Linked DNA regions of Hordeum vulgare: region 2 is linked to region 1. Evidence: chromatin contacts called from public HiChIP or PLAC-seq data. All regions are on one chromosome and are shown on one strand. Each heading gives the region's core, a stretch centred on a gene start, on an enhancer-like site or on the middle of the called end of the contact. The rest is flanking DNA. Distances are from core to core; before and after follow the strand shown.

What was found. HiChIP or PLAC-seq counts read pairs in DNA pulled down with a chosen protein or histone mark.
Region 2: an H3K4me3 HiChIP or PLAC-seq map of embryo shows a contact between it and region 1, with 4 times the contacts expected there. The contact joins the promoter of LOC123401321 here to the promoter of LOC123401272 in region 1. A contact is called at or near these places in 1 of 6 Hi-C or Micro-C datasets (seedling) and 1 of 1 datasets of contacts at active chromatin or transcription factors (embryo).

The regions. Positions count from the first base shown.
Region 1 is chr6H:524,467,982-524,473,078 of MorexV3_pseudomolecules_assembly, forward strand. LOC123401272 reads left to right here and starts at 2,461. Exons shown (of 9, transcript XR_006611067.1): 1 at 2,461-2,741; 2 at 3,127-3,229; 3 at 3,315-3,398; 4 at 3,505-4,278; 5 at 4,700-5,060.
Region 2 is chr6H:524,598,908-524,604,004 of MorexV3_pseudomolecules_assembly, forward strand. LOC123401321 reads right to left here and starts at 2,103. Exons shown (of 2, transcript XM_045095107.1): 1 at 1,490-2,103; 2 at 717-1,303. The coding sequence starts at 1,952. The coding sequence ends at 1,224.

The DNA of each region.
Region 1 (5,097 bases), core at 1,211-3,710:
TGAGTTAGCCTTAATTTTGCCGGTTGGAACGGCGACAGTAGAAAGAGCATTCTCGGCAATGAAGATTATAAAGACTGATTTGAGGAACAAGATGAATGATGATTGGATGAATCATAGTATGTTATGCTATATCGAGCGAGACATATTCGCAAGCATCGAAGATGATAAGATTTTGGAGTTTTTTCAAAGTATGAGGTCACCCAAGAAACAACTACCACGTGTAGCTACTGGTATGTTAGCTCTTACCAATACAACTATGTATCATATATTTATCCGTATTATTTCTTGATTATTTTTTCTTATCTGTGTAGGTTCTAGTTCTTCTCCTATTATTGATGAAGAAATGGTAGGCTAGGATGGGAGCAAAAGCTTATTTATTTAGGTATCAACACTGCATATTGATTATGCTATTATGCCACCGCATTTTTTATGCTTTTCTTATTGTCATTTGGTTAAACATTGAACTAATGTATCACCTCAAAACTCCATATATGCATCAGTGTGTTTTTGCTAATATACTATGTTATTGAGAAGGAATTAGAAGGTATTTTTTTTTCATAGTTTTGGGGCAATAGAAATTAGCCCCGGTCTTTCCCAAATCCCGGGTCCGCCACTGCAATGCAGAACAGTCTGTAACTTATGAACAATCGTGATCGTTTCAAACCATCATGTTACTTGAAAATATCTTTACCGCATAGGAGTTATTTTTCGAAAAAGCACGAAGCAGCAACCGCCAAGAAAAATAAGCAAAGGGCACAGATTCTCTCATGGCCACGTGAGTAGGCATCTCAAAGAAGAAGAAAAGCCACGTGAGGAGGAGACGAACTAATACACGAAGCACGCACTAGCGGTTGAGGCGAGGCAGCACCGTTGTTCCAAACGAGACCTTGCCAGAGAATCCAACGCTCTGTATTAGTATATTACTATTAGTACGTAATACCAAATTGTACTACTCCATTGTTCCAAATTGTACTACCTGTACTAATGCATTCAGATGACCGTTACAACCTCTTACTAATCCATTTCAGTGATGCGATCACAGATTTGGGCCGTCAATATTTAACAACCATCAATTGGAACAAAACAAACACACACACACACACGCACCCACGACATTACTCTGTCTGTACCCAAGGGGCTGGGCTCAGGTACGACGCGTCCATCAATGTCCGTTCATCCTGTCGCATCACATCACACCAGCCAGCCGTGATCCGTGCGGCACCGTAGCATTTGCCGCGGCACGAAAAGAGCACAGCGAGCCGAACGAACGTTCCATGCCATGGCTTTGATTGCGTCCGCCGCGCGCGCGCACTGCTGCCTAGTCCTCCGCCACCGGCGACACCAGCGAGTCCACCATTGATGGTCACCGCACGCACCCGACCCGAACCCGACCGACCTTAAAAGCGTCGCCGCCGCCCAACGCGCCGCAGGGAGCACGACTTCAATAATGCCGCATCTCCCTAGACCGTTAGGTCTAGTTTAACCTGACATCTGTTAGCACAAAGCATGCCAATTACTTATAGTAGTACCAGCAAAAGCATGCAATTACCTGGACCTGACCCTCTAATTTAACCCTACTGGGCACTGGCTATCGCCGAAAGTTTGTTGGAGTAAAAAACAGGAGAGTGAGCGGGGTGAGTTTAGCCATGGAGAGCAATCACCGAATGGAAAACAAAGAGCAAAAGGATTGTGGATGGTTGGCCGGTGGCAGTGCGGAGAGTGGCAGCCATCATCAGTACACGGGACACGGCACGCGGCTGCCGCACCTGCCTGGCAAGCATGGCCATGGCACTGCCCTGCCGGCTCGCCTCGATGCCAACGGAACAGCAGTGTATACTACTCCCTCCGTTCCTAAATATAAGTCTTTCTAGAGGTTCAACTAATGGACTACATACGGATGTATATAGACATATTTTAGAGTATAAATTCATTTTTTTGCTTCGTATGTAGACACATAGTAATAAAATATCTTAAAAGACTTATATTTAGGTACGGAGGAGGTAGTTTTATCCCTACTCCCCTGGCCGGGCCACGCCCTGCACTGTGCGCCCGGCCCGGACCGCCACCACCCCACGACACGTCCCGCTGACGCGCGGGCCCGCCCACCACGTGCGCGAGGAGGCCGGGCGTAAAACGCGGTACCAGCATGAACGAACGGTCCAGCGCCCGCTCGGGAAAGATTCGCGCCAAGTCAAAGCTGCTCCGACGCCGCGGGCCCCGCGACGGCAGGGCCAACGCTGACAGACACAGGCAGGCGGGCCCCAAGCGTAGCAGAGGCGGGTCCCAGGTGTGCGTGGCAGCAGTGCACGCGCTGAGGCGCCGTGCTGCCTCGCTCGAATGCGAAACGTGACGGCGGGAAGTTTTCGCCGTACCCCCGTCGGCGCAGGAGCACGGCCGGCCCGGGCCCGGCCCGCGAACAAACGTACAAAACCCACCGAGGAAGGAATGTGGAAGTGGAGGTGGTAGTAGCATCATCTTCCTGAGCCTTTATTTGCCTTGCCTCCCATCCACGCGCCATTTTTAATCCGCGGAGAGGAGGGAAGCCCCGCCTCGCCCCGCTCATCGACTGCCCCGCCGTGGCGCCGTCATCGGGGAATGCGACCGCGCGGCCGGCCATGCCTCGCGCCGCGCCCGGGCTAGGGTTCCCCGCCGGCCCAGCGACCGAGCGCCGCCATCACCCTCCGTCCTCCCGCCGGAAGAAGCCGCCGCCGCGCCGAAGGCGCCCCGCGCCGCCACCCGCTGTAAAAACCTCTCCTCCCTATCTACCCCTCTTCCGCATTGCGTCCACATTACCGCTTCACTCGCCGGATTATTTTACTGCTGCGAGAGTCAATAGATCCAATCCAATCCAGAGCACGCGCGCGCGCACGTCGCCGCACATGCGCGCCGCCGGGGCCAGTTCAACCTCGAAACCCTCCGCCTGAGCAAGGGATAAAGCCAAAAGGAATTCGAACGGAGCTGCGTCGCTTTTCTATCATTGCCTGGCTCGTTCGTCCCGTTGCGTCGCCTTTTTTCCCGTTCGCTGTTTGGCGGTGACTGTGCCCGAGCTTGCTCGGTCGGTGCTCCGTCCCGGATTCCGGTTTGCTGAGACTGAGAGACGCTCCCTTTGTTTGGCTCTTTTCGCAGCCGCCGGTGGGGCCACGCGGCGCGCCCGATCCAGATCCGGGCCTCCTCCACCACCTCCACCTGCGCGGCAGCAGCCACGCCTCGCGTGCCACAGCTCCCAGAGGTGGGTCAAGCGATCCCAGTGCCCCGCATTCTGTCTCCTCGCTGCGCCGCCGCCTCGGCAGCTAACCCCTTTCACACCTACGCAGACGACGACGAGGCGGAGGCGGGCTACGACGCGGCCGGCTTGGAGGAGGCGGCCGCCGGCGACTCCTTCTCACACTCGCTGAAAGGTAATCCATTCATCCCCCTCCGGCGTCACAGCTACTACATGATATGCCTTTACCGTCGAGTGAAGCGAAGTGATCGCTCACTGTTTGTTTTTGCTTGTCTGCTTAGCAGAGTGCCAGAAGCAGCTGCAGCTCAGGGCGGAGGCGCGGCCGCCGGCGGCCTCGCATGAGCTCGGCAACGGCGACGCGTTCGGGGGGATCGAGCTGCTCGTGCTCTCGCCGAGGTGCCTGCTCGGGGCTGCCGTGGGAGGGATGAGCAAGAGCTCCACGGCGTCGTCGCGAAGCAGATCAGGCACGTTTCCGAGCCCCGGGACGCCCAACTACCACCGGCATTGCGCCGGCAACATGCAGTACCCCAAGGGCTGGAGCTCGGAGCGGGTGCCGCTGGGGGCAGGCGCCAACAGGAGGTATGGGGGCAGCGGGGTTGTGCTTCCTTTCAACAATGGGAGGAAGCTGCCGTCCAAATGGGAGGACGCCGAGAAGTGGATCTTGAGCCCGGTTTCTTGTGATGGGATGGGGAGGATGTCTGCACCGGCGCCGCATCATAGACGGCCAAAGTCGAAGAGTGGGCCGCTTGGTCATCCTGCTGGTGTTCCAGGAGCTTATGCATCTGTTTCGCCGATGATTCCCTGCTTCGATGGTGTTCTGGCGGCCGCTAATTTTGCGGCTCATTCGCCTTTCTCTGCTGGGGTTCTCATGCCAGGGCATGCGCGCAATGGTGACTTCAGCAGTGGAAGAGCCAGAAGTGGGGATGATGGAAGCAGTAGGTCCTATTCGGCTGAGAAGGAGCCGTATATTTGGAGATCATCAAGTACGCATGCGTGGACAGAAACACTTATGGAGGCATCTGCCTTTGCTCATATCTCAGAGGAAGCTGCACAAGGTTTGAGCTAGTTTCCTCTCATCAGTATCAAGCACATTTTTGCTACTTCGCATTTAATCTGTCTGATTAGCTGCAACAAGAAAATATATTCATATATTGTATGGATTCGATCATAAGATGGAACTCTTATACACGCCAATACATTGAAGTTGAACAATTAGGAGATTCTACATTTCAACCCCACAATCGTTGTGTATCTCAAATCATACATCACTTTTGGTTTACATTAGTTTGGACGTTAAAAAAAGGCTTTCCCGTAATCATATATACGAATGGTAGGGTTTAACAAGTCTGTTATTTGCCCCTTACAAAGATCAGACAAATAGCAGAAGTAGTTTAGAAACCTAAAACAACTCTATCGTGTGCCATATCTTCAACGGTGAGAGAAATCAACCTTACTATCTTTATACCCTGTACACAGATGATGTCTTACAAGGCCAACAAGGAGCGACTCCTGCGATTTCCAGTCCAATTATAAAGAAAGATGTTGCCACACAAATGAGTCCTGATGACAGTATAATATCATCCTCCCCAAAAGCGAGGCATTCCTGCTCCAGTTTGCCGTCAGGACATGCTATTAGAGAATCCAATAGTCATACACCTAAGGTTGAAGTTAGGGATGTGCAGGTAGATGATCAAGTAACTGTTACCCGGTGGTCCAAGCGACATGTAACACGAGGCTCTGATAAGCGATCAACAAATATTGTGGAATGGAGGAAGAAGACTACAGAGGCCCGAGCTCCATCTTTTGATGAAAAAGAAAGAGAAAGATGCATATCAAAGTAAGTTCTTATTTGATGTTTGCTACTTGTCTACGGG
Region 2 (5,097 bases), core at 853-3,352, 130 kb after region 1:
CACACGGATCGTGGATTACTGGATTCTACCAGGTAGAATGGCGCGGGACTGATTGAGAGAAGAGATGGGGGTGGTGGGCTGGTGGTACTGACAGCTACTGTGGACAGCTCGCCGTGCCGAAACGACGACAGGGAGGGACAGCCAACGAAACCTGCTCTTCACGTATCTCGTTTCCACCCGTTCCCATACGCGGACGGACCACAGCCTGTCCTGTCATTCGCGAGAAAAGGAATTTTCTCTGCAGGCAGGCGCAGAGGGGCGGACGCCCAGCAAATAATTCCCTTCACCACTGCAGAAAGGATGGCACAGTATCTACGGTGTCGTCATCCTCCTCCTCGAATCTCGACCTAGAACCCCGCAGCCGATAAACCTGGATCACGAATTACACCAAAAAAAATCTACTCCCTCCGTACCAAAATTCTTGTCTTAGCTTTGTCTAGAAATGGACGTATTTAATTATTAAAATTTTACTAGATACATTCATATCTAAACAAATCTAAGACAAGAATTTTGGGACGGAGGGAGTACGTGATCAGCTGCTTGGTCGTCGGATGAGGTGAAGGATCGGGATCGGTGATCTGCTTCAGATTGTTGGTGCTTCATCGGGTGGCCATTGGCACGAGCGAGGATTGATTGTTTGATTGGGTGAGCAAACCCAGTGACACCATCCGTCGGTCATCGATTATTTTGCAGCAGCAACAAGCAACAGCAACTGCTACCACCACCAGCCAACAGTATATTATTATTCCGGAACGCAAATTAAAAATCAATCTACTACCTCATGTACAGTCATGTCGAAATTATCACGAAATCAGGGGAGGTGACTAGTAACGGAAGCAATGCGACGACGGAAGATCAGGGGGAGGAGAAACTAGGTAATAACAGAGGTAATAACGCGGATTACGGAGTATGGTTCTCGAATTGCTCAACGATAAACATGTGACACAAAGGTTGATTAGTAGTAGCAGCAGGGCTAAGCTAGCTGGTCCAAGATGCGGGAGGAGCAGATGTGGAAGGCGGCTGGCCGATCGTCCGACGACACTATTGGTAGATTCTCTTCTCGTTTGCTTGCTCATCAATCATTGGTTGCTTCTTCGATCTCGAGGCAGGGAGGGATGGATGGATTATTCTTTTTCTTGTGCGTTGTTGTTCCTTGTCCCTCCTCTGAATTCGGTATGGCATCCACGTTCCACGGGATGTTCGTTCAGCCATGGCTGGTCTGTTCAGGAGCGGCTGCGCATGGACAGCGCCACCACCTGCGCCCACTGCTTCAGCCTCATCTTGACCGTCTCCGGCGGGTCATCTGCAGGGAAGGAAGTACCGCCGTCGAGAAGTCAGATCAAAACTCTAACCGCGCCTGGCCGGCGGATCAGCAATCGCGTTTGGTTGGAGAGGAACAAATCAATTCTTTCGAAATTCGGAGGCTTGTTCGTGCAATGAACAGATCGCATGGAGCTGATGGAGAGGGAATAATAATGCGCGTGCTCACCTGGAGAGAGTATTGAGAGGGGGCTCCCGATGGGCGACGGCTCCGAGGCCTCCGAGGAGGCGCCGCAGGAGCACTGGCTGGCCGCGCAGCCGGCCTTGGCGTTGGCGTTGGCGTTGGCGTTGACGGCGTAGAGGAGGTCGAGCGCCGGGAGCGTCTCGACGAGGCGGCTCCTCCCGGCGTCGCAGGCGGCGCAGCGCTGCGAGGGCGGGTCGAACCGGAAGCCCAGATCGAGGGAGCCGCGCAGCTCGTCGAGCTGGTCGTCGGTGACGCTCTGCGCGCGCTGCAGCGGCGAGCGGCGGCCCCTGCCCAGTATCCCGCGCCGGCGCCGCTCCCACGCCTCGTCCCGCTCGATGTCGGGCGACCACGAGTTCTGCTTCTGCAGCCCCATGGCCCCCGCCGCGCCCCTCATCCTCCCGCCGCCGCCCATCAGGTGCGGCTGGAACCCCTGCTTCCCCTCCTCCATGGCTTCCGCCGCCGCCGCCGGCCTCCTCCTCCTCCGCTCGGGGGATTTGGATGGAGGCGAGGACTGCTGGCTCCTCCTCCTCCTCCGCGGTGGAGTAATTTATCTCTCTCCGCCTGCCTGCCGCCGCCTTCTTCTTTCTTCTTCTATTTCCTTAGCGGATCGGATGCTTGCGTGCGGGCTAGCGGGCGAGACTGACGTCTGCCGACGTCGGGCTGCTTTATACTACTACGCTCGTGGATGGATGGCATGCGTAGCCCTGGCGGACGGATCCAACGGTGGGATTTGTTCCAACTGCTAGGCCGGGGCTCATTATTGGGCATTGATTCCGGGTCACGGGGAACGTGGGCCGGGGGGAATTCGTTCCTCAACTGACCGAAAAAACCCGGACGTATGCAAATTTAACTCCTTGCAGTACAAGTGTTTTGCGCTAGTACTACTCCTACTACTGCTGTGCGGCTGTTTGAATCGCAGCTGGATTCGGATCCCCCCTGAACCCTCGCGTGCGGCGGGTAATACGTAAAGTAGTAAAACGGAAGGATTCTTCCGTGTTTCGCTTTCACGTCTGCTTGCTAGAATTCCGTCGTGTGTGCCGTGGTGCACAAAATGTGTGGGGAAGTTTCCGTGTCGTCGTGGATGGAGGAATTGGCTCGTAAATTTCTCGGGAATAAACTAGTTGGTGAGTGCATCACACGGACGTAACCACCGGCCGTCCGGCCGGTCCAGGCGGTCCAGGTGATGGTGCGTCACAGTGGAGCGGGTGGAAGGGCGCCTGTTTGTTTGCGACGACCGACTTGATTACCACCAAACCGGTGGGATTATGTCAGGCCGGTGGGATTTGCTTGCTTGCGCGCAAGCAAAGATTTTTGTAAACTTTGCAAACCGTCCACATGCATGCATGTGGTAGAACCTTCCGGAAAACCCTTGCGGTCCTCGACATGCATGGAGAACCTTCCGAAAAAAGTTTGCGAGGTCCAACTTTGATTATACGTATTTCTTTTCATTCTGTTTGGATTGACCATACTGTACTGCTCGGTCGAGGGAATCGGCCGGGATATTTTTCCGTCTGGTCGCCTACATTCTCTCCTGGATTCGTGTCGCGCGGATCGCGCTGATTTAGGGTGGTCTGTCTGGTGGTATTACGATCTGTAGATACGGTTCACGATTTGCTTTGCCCTAATGCGTGCGTGCCAAACTTGTAAGTTTTTTTTTTACATCAGCTTGTGACCCCAAACAAATCATCTTCTTTTGTGACAGAGATCTTATCGCTACGATTTTTGAAAGAACGATCTTGATGCATGCTCGACGTGCGTGGAGAATCTTCCGGACCCAACTTCGGTTCAGTCTAGATTCTCGCGGACAGTGCTGCAACGTGGGATCAAAATTGTTTATGTGAAAGGATCTTTACTGGTGTCTCTGGTAAGATTCTTTTTGTTACTACCTCCATTTTTAGTTAAAACTGTCATTTCCCAACCAACTGTTATTTCAAAAACAAAAAATTCGAAGAATTTCCTAACCAGCTAATACATGCCATCGCTTGCAATCTCTCGTGGATACGTAGCTTGCGAATCGCGGTAATCAACAGGCCCGTGAATACGATTTTGTGTTGATGACCAATGATTTCCGCCGACGATGGATCGCATTCGCGCGTGCGTCTCAAACGTAGTACTCCTAAACCTTAAGTCTTAAGACATATTCCTACGTACTCTTAAGTCTTATAGTAGATTTATTTACACAGCACTTAAGTCTTAAGACATACTCCTACGTACTCTTTAGTCCAATTTTCAAGGACAACTTGTGCTGGCACTTGAAACGATGGATCGCTTGCCCGACACTGCCTCTGCCTGTTCCGGGCTCTATACCTAATTAGAAGGTGTACACGCAAGCTGCCAGAGCCAGAAACGGAAATAAAGCGTGCAAAATATGCACTGGCCTGTCGCCGTGCAGTGTCCGGGCGAATCAAGCTTGCCCGTGAATAGATTGGTCGGGAAACCAAGTCCGTGGCGTGCCTTGGAGCTTTGGACGATGCCATGCCATGCCATAAATTGCACGCGATGCCTGTCTTGGCTTCGATTTCTTTCTTGGGTAGGGTTCTAGTGCAATATACTAATTCTATGCGTGACATCTTACAATTGGTATGAAGAGATTCGTGGCTTGGGATTTTTGTTGTGTGCAGGAAAACAACAGGAGATCAGTTTCGTGTTTGAAACGGGCCCTCTGCTCGGGGAAATCATTTATATTTATGACCGTAATTTACTTGCGCTCCGCCACGATTCAAGCAAGATGCGTGATAAACTGTGACACCGAAGATCATTAGGACTAGTTTTTGTTTGGTAAAATGGCAATGCTTACACGGCTCAATCGCTCCGCCATTAGCCGGCTTCATTTGATTCGATTTTATACAGCCAAAATATCCTCATTTGATTCGTTTTTTACAGCAGAAAGATCTTCGTTTGATACTGCTAGTATCTAAATGGCATGCAATATTGCCTAACCATACGAGTAGTATGTGACATCGTAGACATCTTCCAACAACCGGTATATACAAGGTTAACTAGTGCAATAATTGAGCATGCAACTTGTTTCTTGGTCATCCGTCGATCGTCTCATTGGCCGAGCCTTGGGCTTTGAGAACGATGGATGACCTCATGTTGCAATATCATACCACCTTTGATAATAGCAAGTTGGGAGTATTAGACTCTGAGGAATATCCCACGGCATTGGCAGGTCAAGATACGCATATGCTCTTATCATATTTTTGCCGGCGAGAAGCACTTGCGTCTAGCTCAACCACCAAATTATTTTACTAGTACTTCTTTTGTCTAGTACACCCTCCATAAACTAATATAAGATCATTTAGAACAGAAAAATACAAAGGAGAACCTTGGTACCCGTGCATCTTATATGCAAAAAAAAGTAGTTTAAAAAAGTTCAAAATATTCTAAATCTTTTTGGTATCAAACATCATCAAGTATTGTAGTCGTATAAAAAAATTTGATAGAAAATGACTTTGGTTGCATCGTGAGTCGAAGATTCGGCAAATAACGCTATATACAAGTACTATACACGTTATAGTGTCGTCATAAACTAGTTTTTTTTTTGCCCTCAAATCACTACAAATCATTTCTTGTCCAAACTTTATATACGA